2 separate regions of the Mus musculus genome follow, and region 1 is linked to region 2. Evidence: chromatin contacts called from public Hi-C data. All regions are on one chromosome and are shown on one strand. The core of a region is the stretch at or near the end of the contact, and the rest is flanking DNA. Distances in the headings are between cores, read along the strand shown.

Region 1 (5,056 bases), core at 824-3,323, 420 kb before region 2:
ATTAGACTTCATATATATGTTAGAATTGTATATGTGAGCCGGCAGTGGTGACGCACGCCTTTAATCCCAGCACTTGGGAGGCAGAGGCAGGTGGATTTCTGAGTTCAAGGCCAGCTTGGTCTACAGAGTGAGTTCCAGGATAGCCAGGACTGCACAGAGAAACCCTGTCTCGAAAAACCAATTAAAAAAAAAAGAATTGTGTGTGTGTGTGTGTGTGTGTGTGTGTGTGTGTGTGTGTGTGTGTACACATACACAGATCCCATTACAGATGGTTGTGAGCCACCATGTGGTTGCTGGGATTTGAACTCAGGACCTCTGGAAGAGCAGTCAGTGCTCTTAACTGCTGAGCCACCTCTCTAGTCCTTGCCAGGCCATTTTCTACACATTTCTGCCTGTTCTGTAATGGAGAACCTGACATGAGCCTGACACTGATGTTTATCTCCTTACAGGGAAATCTGCCTTACACTGGGCTGCAGCTGTGAACAACGTGGAGGCTACCTTGGCTCTGCTGAAAAATGGAGCCAACAAGGACATGCAGGACAGCAAGGTGAGCCACTGGGGGCCTACAGTGCTACAGCCCCTGAATGTGACAAAGCAGAGTCAGGGAGGAATAAGCCTGTTAGGGGCATCCATCTTGCTTGCAGTCAGCTCTCAGGAGTGGGATTCTGGCCTGAAGGCTGTGAGAGCAAACTGTTGAAGTCGCTGTGTGACATCGAACGCAGTTGTCCCCATTGTGACAGGGGAAGCAGCAGCATGAGCTGCTGAGCTTGAACAAGCCTACTTTTCTTCCTTCCTTCTTTCTTTCTTTTTGAGACTAACTTCCTACCTCAGGTTGGCCTTGAACTCACAATTCTCATATTTCTACTAACTAAATGCTGGTATATGCTCTCATGCCTGGCTTTTTCTTTTTTCAATGATATATTTTATTTTTAAATAGTGTGTGCGTGTAAGTATGTGGACATGAGTTGCAGATATCCTTGAAGCAAGAAGAGGGTGTTGAATCCCCCTAGAGCTGAATCTATAGGCAGTTGTGAACTGCCCGTGTGGATACCAGGGATGGCACTGAAGTCACCAGGCTGAGTGACAAGTGTGGTTACCCACTGTGCCGTCTTGCCGTCTTGCCAGTCTTTACATTGTTTCCTTCTCTTTTGGAGATCATGTCTTACTGGTTAATTTAGCAAAAGCTGACCTCAAACTCTTGGTGAGTCTTCTGCCTTAGCCTCTCAAGTGCTGGGGTCATAGGCTCAGGTTCTCTCTCTGTCTGTCTCCATCTCTGTCTTTCCCTCCCTTCCTTCCTTCCTTCCTTCCTTCCTTCCTTCCTTCCTTCCTTCCTTCCTTCTTTCTTTCTTTCTTTCTTTCTTTCTTTCTTTCTTTCTTTCTTTCTTTCTTTCTTTCTTTCTTTCTTTCTAAGACAAGGACTCACTTTGTAGACCAGGCTAGCCTAGAACTCAGAGACCCTTTTGCCTTTGTGTCCTGGATGGTAGGACTGAAGGTGTACAGGACCACCAGAACCCCAACAACTCACTTTTTAATCTTTTGTTTTTTTGGTTTTTCAAGATAGGGTTTCTCTGTATAGTCCTGGCTGTCCTGGACCTCACTTTGTAGACCAGGACAAAGAAACTGGTAGAACTCAGAAATCTGCCTGCCTCTGCCTCCCGAGTGCTGGGATTAAAGGCGTGCTTTTTAATCTTTTATAACTCTTTTTAAAACTTTTATAACATCACCATGCAGTTTATTTTGATGACTGGAAGTTTTGATGCCCCTTTAAATTTTGTGCCTAAGGTAAGTCCTGGCCAGATGTGCCTGCTACAGAGAGAGCTTGTTTCTTCAACAGAGCTGGAATCCAAACTCAGGTCCATCTATTTCCAGGGTATCAACTCTTAGTTCTCAGGCTGCCCTAGAGATTAGAAAGCTAGGTGTTGGCCAGAGTGACTGACCTCCGTGGGTTCTGCCCCTCCCCCGCCTCAGGAAGAGACGCCGCTGTTCTTGGCCGCTCGGGAGGGCAGCTATGAGGCTGCCAAGCTGCTGCTGGATCATCTCGCCAACCGGGAGATCACAGATCACTTGGACAGGCTGCCCCGGGACGTGGCCCAGGAGCGGCTGCACCAGGACATTGTGCGGTTGCTGGACCAGCCCAGTGGACCTCGAAGTCCCTCTGGTCCCCATGGCTTAGGGCCATTGCTCTGCCCACCAGGGGCCTTCCTTCCTGGCCTCAAAGCGGTGCAGTCTGGGACCAAGAAGAGCAGGAGGCCACCTGGCAAGACCGGGCTGGGGCCACAGGGAACTCGTGGTCGGGGCAAGAAGCTGACACTAGCCTGTCCAGGACCTCTGGCAGACAGCTCTGTCACACTGTCACCGGTGGACTCTCTGGACTCACCACGGCCTTTCAGTGGGCCCCCTGCTTCCCCTGGAGGCTTCCCCTTGGAGGGCCCCTATGCCACCACGGCCACCGCGGTGTCCTTGGCACAGCTAGGCGCAAGTAGGGCGGGTCCTCTGGGGCGCCAGCCTCCTGGGGGCTGTGTGCTCAGCTTTGGTCTGCTCAATCCTGTAGCTGTTCCCCTCGACTGGGCCAGGCTGCCTCCACCTGCCCCTCCAGGGCCCTCATTCCTGCTGCCCCTGGCTCCGGGACCCCAGTTGCTCAACCCAGGAGCCCCAGTTTCTCCCCAAGAGCGGCCCCCACCCTACCTGGCTGCTCCAGGACATGGAGAGGAATATCCTGCAGCAGGAACCCGCAGTAGCCCCACCAAGGCCCGCTTCCTGCGGGTTCCCAGCGAGCATCCTTATTTGACCCCGTCTCCTGAGTCCCCAGAGCACTGGGCCAGCCCATCCCCCCCATCCCTCTCAGACTGGTCTGACTCAACACCTAGCCCAGCAACTGCTACCAATGCCACAGCCTCTGGAGCCCTGCCTGCTCAGCCACACCCCATATCTGTTCCCTCCCTCCCTCAGTCCCAGACTCAGCTGGGACCCCAACCAGAAGTTACCCCCAAGAGGCAGGTGATGGCCTAAGTTCTTGGATTTGAGGGGTGCTGAAGTGACACTCCTCTATGACTTCTTTCTTCCTCCTTTTTAATCTTACTCTCATCCCTTTCTCTCTGTCCCAGCCTTCCTGCACCTCTCTGTCTTGTAGTGTGACCAAGTTGGTCACCAGCCCAGACCCCCAGTCTTCCTTTATTTATAATGGGTAGGGGCTGACCTTCCACCACCTTGGCCCCCTAAGGGATCTGGGACCTCCTTTTGATCCCTCTCCCTGCCTCAACTTCCTCCCCCCCCTCTTTCTGCTTCTCATTGTCTCACACTCTGACAAGAGTGAGTTATTATTTTTTTCTTTTTTACATTTTGTATAGAGACAAATTCATTTAAACAAACTTATTATTATTATTATTTTTTACAAAATATATATATGGAGTTGCTCCCTTCCCCCCGCTGCAAATTCCTCCAGCGCCCCCGTGGGGCTGAGTCTGTGGGCCCGTTTGGCCAATCCGGACTCTGTGTACTGAGTACACAGATATGACTAGGGCTCCACGTACTGAGTATGTGGCCCTCGTATGTACCAAGTAGCCAGCCTTGGGCACACCCTCCCCTGGGGTCAGGGGACATTTGGGAGCCTCCTTCCCCTCCCCATTCCCCTTCCTCACTTCACTGCATTCCAGATAAGACGTGTAGACTCACTGGGAAAGGGGTCTTGTCTGCTCAAAGCCTCAACTCCAGGCTCACCTCCCAGAGCCTGGCTCACCTTTTAGGGCCTGGGGTGGGGGGGCACGTCAGGGGAGATGTATTTTGTATGCATTCCACTTCTAATTGTAAATACAGGGCAGAAGGTGGGAGTGGCTCTCCCTCTTCCTGTTGTTCTCTTGGCTCAGCCTGCCTAATAGAAATGTTTTTAGGCTGTTTTTGTAATATGGCACCTGGTCACAGTCCTTTGTAGCTGAATTCCCAGGTCCTGCACTGTACAACCCTCACCTTCTCAGTTCCCTTACCACCTAATAAAGGAATAGTTAATACCCAAGTGTCTGGTTTCTGTGCAAGGTCCAAAGTGGGGGTTTCTGGGCCTCTTCCTCCACAGGGCTAACTTGAACTCCCATCTTGGGGCAGAGCCATGTGCTTTGTCAGTCCACCTTTGACTCCTTTTTGGTCAGGTATCTAGCTTCATTTCTGTTGCTTTAAGCAAATACCTAACAGAAAAGAAACTTAAGGGACAGAGGGACTTTTTCCTAACTAAATATTCCAGGTTACAGTCCAACATTGTGAAGAAGAGGCAGGAACTTAAAATAGTTCACCACATCACACCACAGTCAAGAGCAGAGAGAAAGAAGTGAGTGGATGCATGCTTGCTTCCTTGTGTCGGGCTGAATCATTACACTCTTAAACAGTTTAGAAACCCTTGTTTGGGGAATGATGCCACCCACAGTAGGCAGTGTCTTCCCACATTAATTTGACTTAATTACGACAATCTCCTAAAGACATTCTTTCAGGTCAACTCGATGTAGACAACTTCTGTTCCCAGGTGATTTGTAAGTTCTGTCATTGTGACAAAACTGATCATCATATCAGGTGGTTTCAATTTTTGAATCTTGGGTTGGAACCAATAAAGGGACTCAAAACAAAAACAGGCAAACAAACCAAAAGGAAAAAAAAAAAACCTACAAAACTCAATAGTGTTATTTTGAGAACTTACTTTTTTCTTTAAAAATTTTATTATTATTATTATCATTGTTGTTGTTTTTTTTTGTTTGTTTGTTTTTTGAGACAGGGTTTCTCTGTGTAGCCTTAGTTGTCCTGGAACTCACAAAAGAAAACACACAAAATAACACCAAACCCAGTACACAGGAAGCAGGCCTGGCTCACCTGCAGAACTGCCCGAACAAGGCAAGACAGCCTATGGGACAGCAAAACAGGGCACAAAGAATGAGAGCCCAGGAGAGAGAGCAACAGACAGAAGAGACAAACCCCTAGGCGCCACCAGAGAATGATTGCCCTGGAGGGGAGAAGGTGGAGTACTGGGTGCTGGGAACACGCCACACACACACACTCTGTGTGCTGGTGTTTGCTTTGT
Region 2 (4,660 bases), core at 121-2,620:
AGCTAATCTCATGAACCACCAATAGGCTATGCTAGCAGCTCGAAAACGTCCATCTGTATTTCTGTTTTTCCTTGACACAGAGTCATACTGTGTGGCCCTGGCCCATCTTGGATTTGTGATTCTCCTGCCTCTGCCTCCCCAATGCTGATTTTAGGTGTGTTCCACCAAATCCACTGAAAAAGCCAACCTTTCAGAAAATTACACTCATTTATCTCTGTGTATCCACATGCGTGTATACCGTGGTGTGCGGGTGGCGATCAGAGAGTCAGTTCTTCTCATCCATTACTCCCTGGGATTGAACTCAGGTACTCAGGACTGGTAGCAAACACCCAGTAAGCCACCAGTCCATCCACCAAACCCCACCCCACCCCACCCCACCAAAAAAAAAATTTTTTTTAATTTTTTTCTTTTATTTTCTTCTTTGAGATAGGGTCTCTCTATGTAGTCCTGGCTGGCTTCAGGTCTCTGTAGACCACCAGGTTGGCCTCAAACTCACAGAAATCCACCTGCCTCTGCCTCTGGAGTACTGGAATTAAAGGTGTGCACCACCACACTCCAACTCAAAAACTTTGATGGTTTTGATCTCAGGATCCACATATGAGCCATTCTGAGTACAAGCTTTGTGTGTGTGTGTGTGTGTGTGTGTGTGTGTGTGTGTGTGTGTGTGTGTATGGGTACCTATGCCTGCTTTCCTAGAAACAAGTCTGTGTCTCACATCTTCAAAGGCAAGGCATCCTTGACCTTCTGACTCCCCACCTGACCCATTGTATCACAGAGGAGGAAACTCAGGTCCAAGATGAGTCTAGATTTCCACCTTCACACTCCACGCCAACCCCACGACTCAGGAAGGCCCTTGCATAGGTGGCCTGGAGTCCCAGAGCAGCCTCAGCCCAGACAGGAAACTGTCTAAAAGCTAAACTTGAGTTGCACACTGTCTTGCAATAGAGTCTCCTTGCACATTGCAAGCATCTTGCCCTGCCAGGCCTCCTGGGCAGCAGCCCAGAGGAGAGGTCCAATCCCAGTCACATGGTGGTAATTCTTAGCTAGCAACTGTGAGCATTGCACAAGACCAGACACAGGAGGGTATACTGTGCCCCACTAGGGCAAAGTGGATTGGGGGAGAATAGAAAGCTCTGGGCTCAGGATTAACCCACTGAACACAACACGAGGGGCCCAAGCAGAGCCAGCTCCACTGTACTGCAGACCAGGACAGCAAAGACCCACAAGGCAGAGGGCCCAACACACATGAATATTGTAATAGGTCACCTGACCCCTGCTATCGAGTGGCCACTGTTTACAGCCCAGCAGAGTACAGAGCACAAAGGCGACCTAGCCTAAACTCATCTGACTCCTGATGTTTGAAACTAGAACTCATTTGCTAAATGTGGATGGTGCTGACACCTGTCCTGGGCCGCAATTCATGTAGTCCCTGACAGGGGTCAGGACTGGGTGTGCCTGTCCCCAGACTCACCTCCTCCATTCAGGGCAGCCACGAGAGTTACAGTCAGACTCCAGAGGGTTCCAGGACACAGCCAGTTGAGCCAGAGATCGACCTGCCAGGGACTTATAAGTGTGTTTATTTCTGTCGTTGAGACTGGACTGCAGAAGGAATGGCTGTCCATAAAACCTCAGGAGTTCTGAACCATGTGTCACAGTGTAGTTGGGTGGCACCGCCAGTTGCTTCCACAGCTAGCTCTTTGGTCTTTCCATCATATGTATATTTACCTCTGTGCCACATAAGAGCTGGTGTCTCCTGTTCCAAGAAGTCATCTCGTGTCACCTGTAAGCATGGCCTTCTACATGTCAAGCTGGGCTGCAGCTATGGAAGGCATAAGCTCTGCCCTGCTTTGTAAGAAAACTCTCTTCTAAAACCCTCTTCTCTTGTTCAGAATGTACATCCAAGGGTATACACATCCAAAGCCTCCTCCATGGAAGGGCTCACCTTCCAGCTCCTGTAAGAACGTGGAACAAGAAAACCCCGCGCCACGTGTCTTCCCAAGTCTAACTAAATGTTTTTATGCCTTTATTGTCTTTGCATCGATTTAAAGTTTTGTAAGGTTCTCTTATTCTATTTAGGGACGTTGTTGGCGCTTTTAACATTTAACATATACACTTAGTTTAAAGCAGTGGTTCTCAACCTTCCTAATGCTGCCATCCTTTAATACAGTTCCTCACGCTGTCGGTGACCCCCCCAACCATAAAATTACTTTCATTGCTACTTCATAACTGTATTTTTACTACTCTTATAAATTGTTGTATAAATCCCTGTGAAAAAGTTGCAACCCACATATTGAGAACCAATGATCTAAAAGTATCTCTCTTGCTCCTGAATTTAAAAAAAAAAAAAAATCTGAAGAACATTTTAGACTTAAAAAAAAATCGAGATGGAGAGATGGCTCAGTAGTTTGACTGATCTTCCAGAGGTCCTGAGTTCAATTCCCAGCAACCACGTGGTGGCTCACAACCATCTGTAATGGGATCCGACACCCCTCTTCTGGTGTGTCTGAAGACAGCAACAGTGTACTCATAACATAAAATAAATCTCTAAAAAAACAATCATCATGTAGAAGTCCCTAAATGGGGCTGAAGAGATGGCTCAGCGGTTAAGGGCACTGACTGCTCTTCTAGAGGTCCTGAGTTCAATTCCCAGCAACCACATGGTGGCTCACAACTATCGGTAATGAGATCTGATGCCCTATTCTGATATGCAGGTGTGCATGCAGATAGAGCACTCATACACAAAATAAATAAATAAATCTTTTTTTTAAGGAAGAAGGGGGAGGACAAGGAGGAAGAGGAGGAGGAGGAGAAGAAGGAGGAGGAAGAGGAGGAGGAGGAGGAGGAGGAGGAGGAGGAGGAGGAGGAGAAGAAGAAGAAGAAGAAGAAGAAGAAGAAGAAGAAGAAGAGAAGAAGAGAAGAAGAAGAAGAAGAAGAGGAAGAAGAAGAAGAAGAAGAAGAAGAAGAAGAAGAAGAAGAAAAGAAGAAGAGAAGAAGAAGAGAAGAAGAAGAAGAAGAAGAAGAGAAGAAGAAGAGAAGAAGAAGAAGAAGAAGAGGAAGAAGAAGAAGAAGAAGAAGAAGAAGAAGAAGAAGAAGAAGAAGAAGAAGAAGAAAAGAAGAAGAGAAGAAGAAGAGAAGAAGAAGAAGAAGAAGAGAAGAAGAGAAGAAGAAGAGAAGAAAAAGAAGAAGAAAAAGAAGAAGAAAAGAAGAAGAGGAAGAAGAAGAAGAAGAAGAGAAGAAGAAGAAGAAGAAGAAGAAGAAGAAGAAGAAGAAGAAGAAGAAGAAGAAGAAGAAGAAGAAGAAGAAGTTGTTGACGTTGTTACTAGATAGGTATCTGGGCTTAGAGATGTCTATTTTGGCGAGCATTCTCAATTGATAGTTTAACTGGGTACAGACAGGCTAATGCTGTCTCTATTTGTATTAGTACAAATATAATGTATTAGTTGCTAGTCTCATTACTGTGACAAAATACCTGACAGGAACAATTGGTTTACAGTTTCAGAAATATTTGACCATCCTGGCATGGGAAGGCACAGAGGGCCGTGGTGGTGAGAGTTTGCTGCCTGTCTTGTTCACATTTCAGTAGATCAGAAAGCAAAGAGCTCAGTTCTAAAGCAAGGTCAGGCTATGATCCTCCATCCAACCCCAAGTGACCCAGGCACACTTCCTACCACAAAGGTGTCACTGTCTCCCAAAACAGTGTCACTTGGCAGGGAGTACATGTCCAAACACAGACCTGTTGGTGATATTTCACTTTATTCGTTGTTTGTGGGGGTTTTTTGTTTTTGTTTTTGTTTCTTGTTTTTGTTGAGACAGGGTCTCTGTGTGTAGCCCTGGCTGTCCTGGAACTCACTATGTAGACCAGGCTAGCCTCTAACTCAAAGATGAGGATTTGCCTCTGCCTGCCGAGGGCTGGGATTAAAGGCAGGGGCCGCCATGCCCATTTCAACTTTTCCCTTTCTTTTTTTAAAAGATTTATTTATTTTATGTCTATGAGTACATGGCTGCTGTCTTCAGACACAGCAGAAGAGGGATCAGATCCCATTACGGATGGTTGTGAGCCATCATATGGTTGCTAGGATTTGAACTCAGGACCTCTGGAAGAACAGTCAATGCTCTTAACCACTGAGCCATCTCTCCAACCCTGACATTTCCCTTTCAATTCATAAAGTATAGTGTGTGTATCTTCTTACTGAACAACTAACTAATGATGGTTGTTCTTCAGCAGAGTCCTTTCTACTGCGGAGGTGCTGTGCGTATAACATGCTTGCATGCGTGTGGGTGCACATCATGATGGCACGAGCCATCCTCAATTCCTCCCCACTTAATGTTTGAGAGAGGGTCTCTCACTGAACCTGGAGCTCAATCATTTGACGGGGCTGGCTGATCAGTCAATCAATTTGCTTCAGGACTCTGTGTTTCTCTGCCACAGCCCTACATGCCAGGCCTGCAGATGTGTGCCACCAAGCTGGCGTTCTACATGGGTACTGGAATCTGAACTCGGTCTTGGAGTTTACCAACAGAGCCATCTGCTCAGCCCAGCTGTAATGATTTCCGTATGAATTATTTTTATTTCTAATTTCATCCCGGGGGGGGGGGATGAGATTATTGAATTCAATCTAAGCCTTCATTAGTGAGATAGTTAATATCCTTACCCCCATGA

Evidence for each region. Hi-C and Micro-C count contacts between places; a contact is called where the count stands out from the background.
Region 1: a contact with region 2 is called in a Hi-C map of liver, with 4 times the contacts expected there. The contact joins two enhancer-like sites. A contact is called at or near these places in 3 of 484 Hi-C or Micro-C datasets (bone marrow-derived macrophages, liver and nephron progenitors), 3 of 115 datasets of contacts at active chromatin or transcription factors (embryonic basal ganglia, kidney and pancreatic cancer cells) and 2 of 9 other capture datasets (adipose tissue and pancreatic islet).

Annotation. Positions count from the first base shown.
Region 1 is chr17:32,119,773-32,124,828 of GRCm38.p6, reverse strand. It overlaps Notch3 (notch 3), which reads left to right. Exons shown (of 33, transcript NM_008716.3): 32 at 450-547; 33 at 1,969-4,009. The coding sequence ends at 3,009. The region is part of intron 1 of Gm38585 (a long non-coding RNA gene); the gene reads right to left. Among named protein-coding and RNA genes, the nearest start is that of Gm38585, 9.1 kb to the right of the region's middle. Within about 2 kb of position 2,073, at least 38 of the 459 cell types and tissues checked have an H3K27ac peak or open chromatin away from gene starts, as enhancers often do. A contact at or near this core is called in adipose tissue and liver, where this site is marked.
Region 2 is chr17:31,700,156-31,704,815 of GRCm38.p6, reverse strand. No RefSeq gene overlaps it. Among named protein-coding and RNA genes, the nearest start is that of Gm30187, 5.7 kb to the left of the region's middle. Within about 2 kb of position 1,370, at least 27 of the 459 cell types and tissues checked have an H3K27ac peak or open chromatin away from gene starts, as enhancers often do. A contact at or near this core is called in adipose tissue and liver, where this site is marked.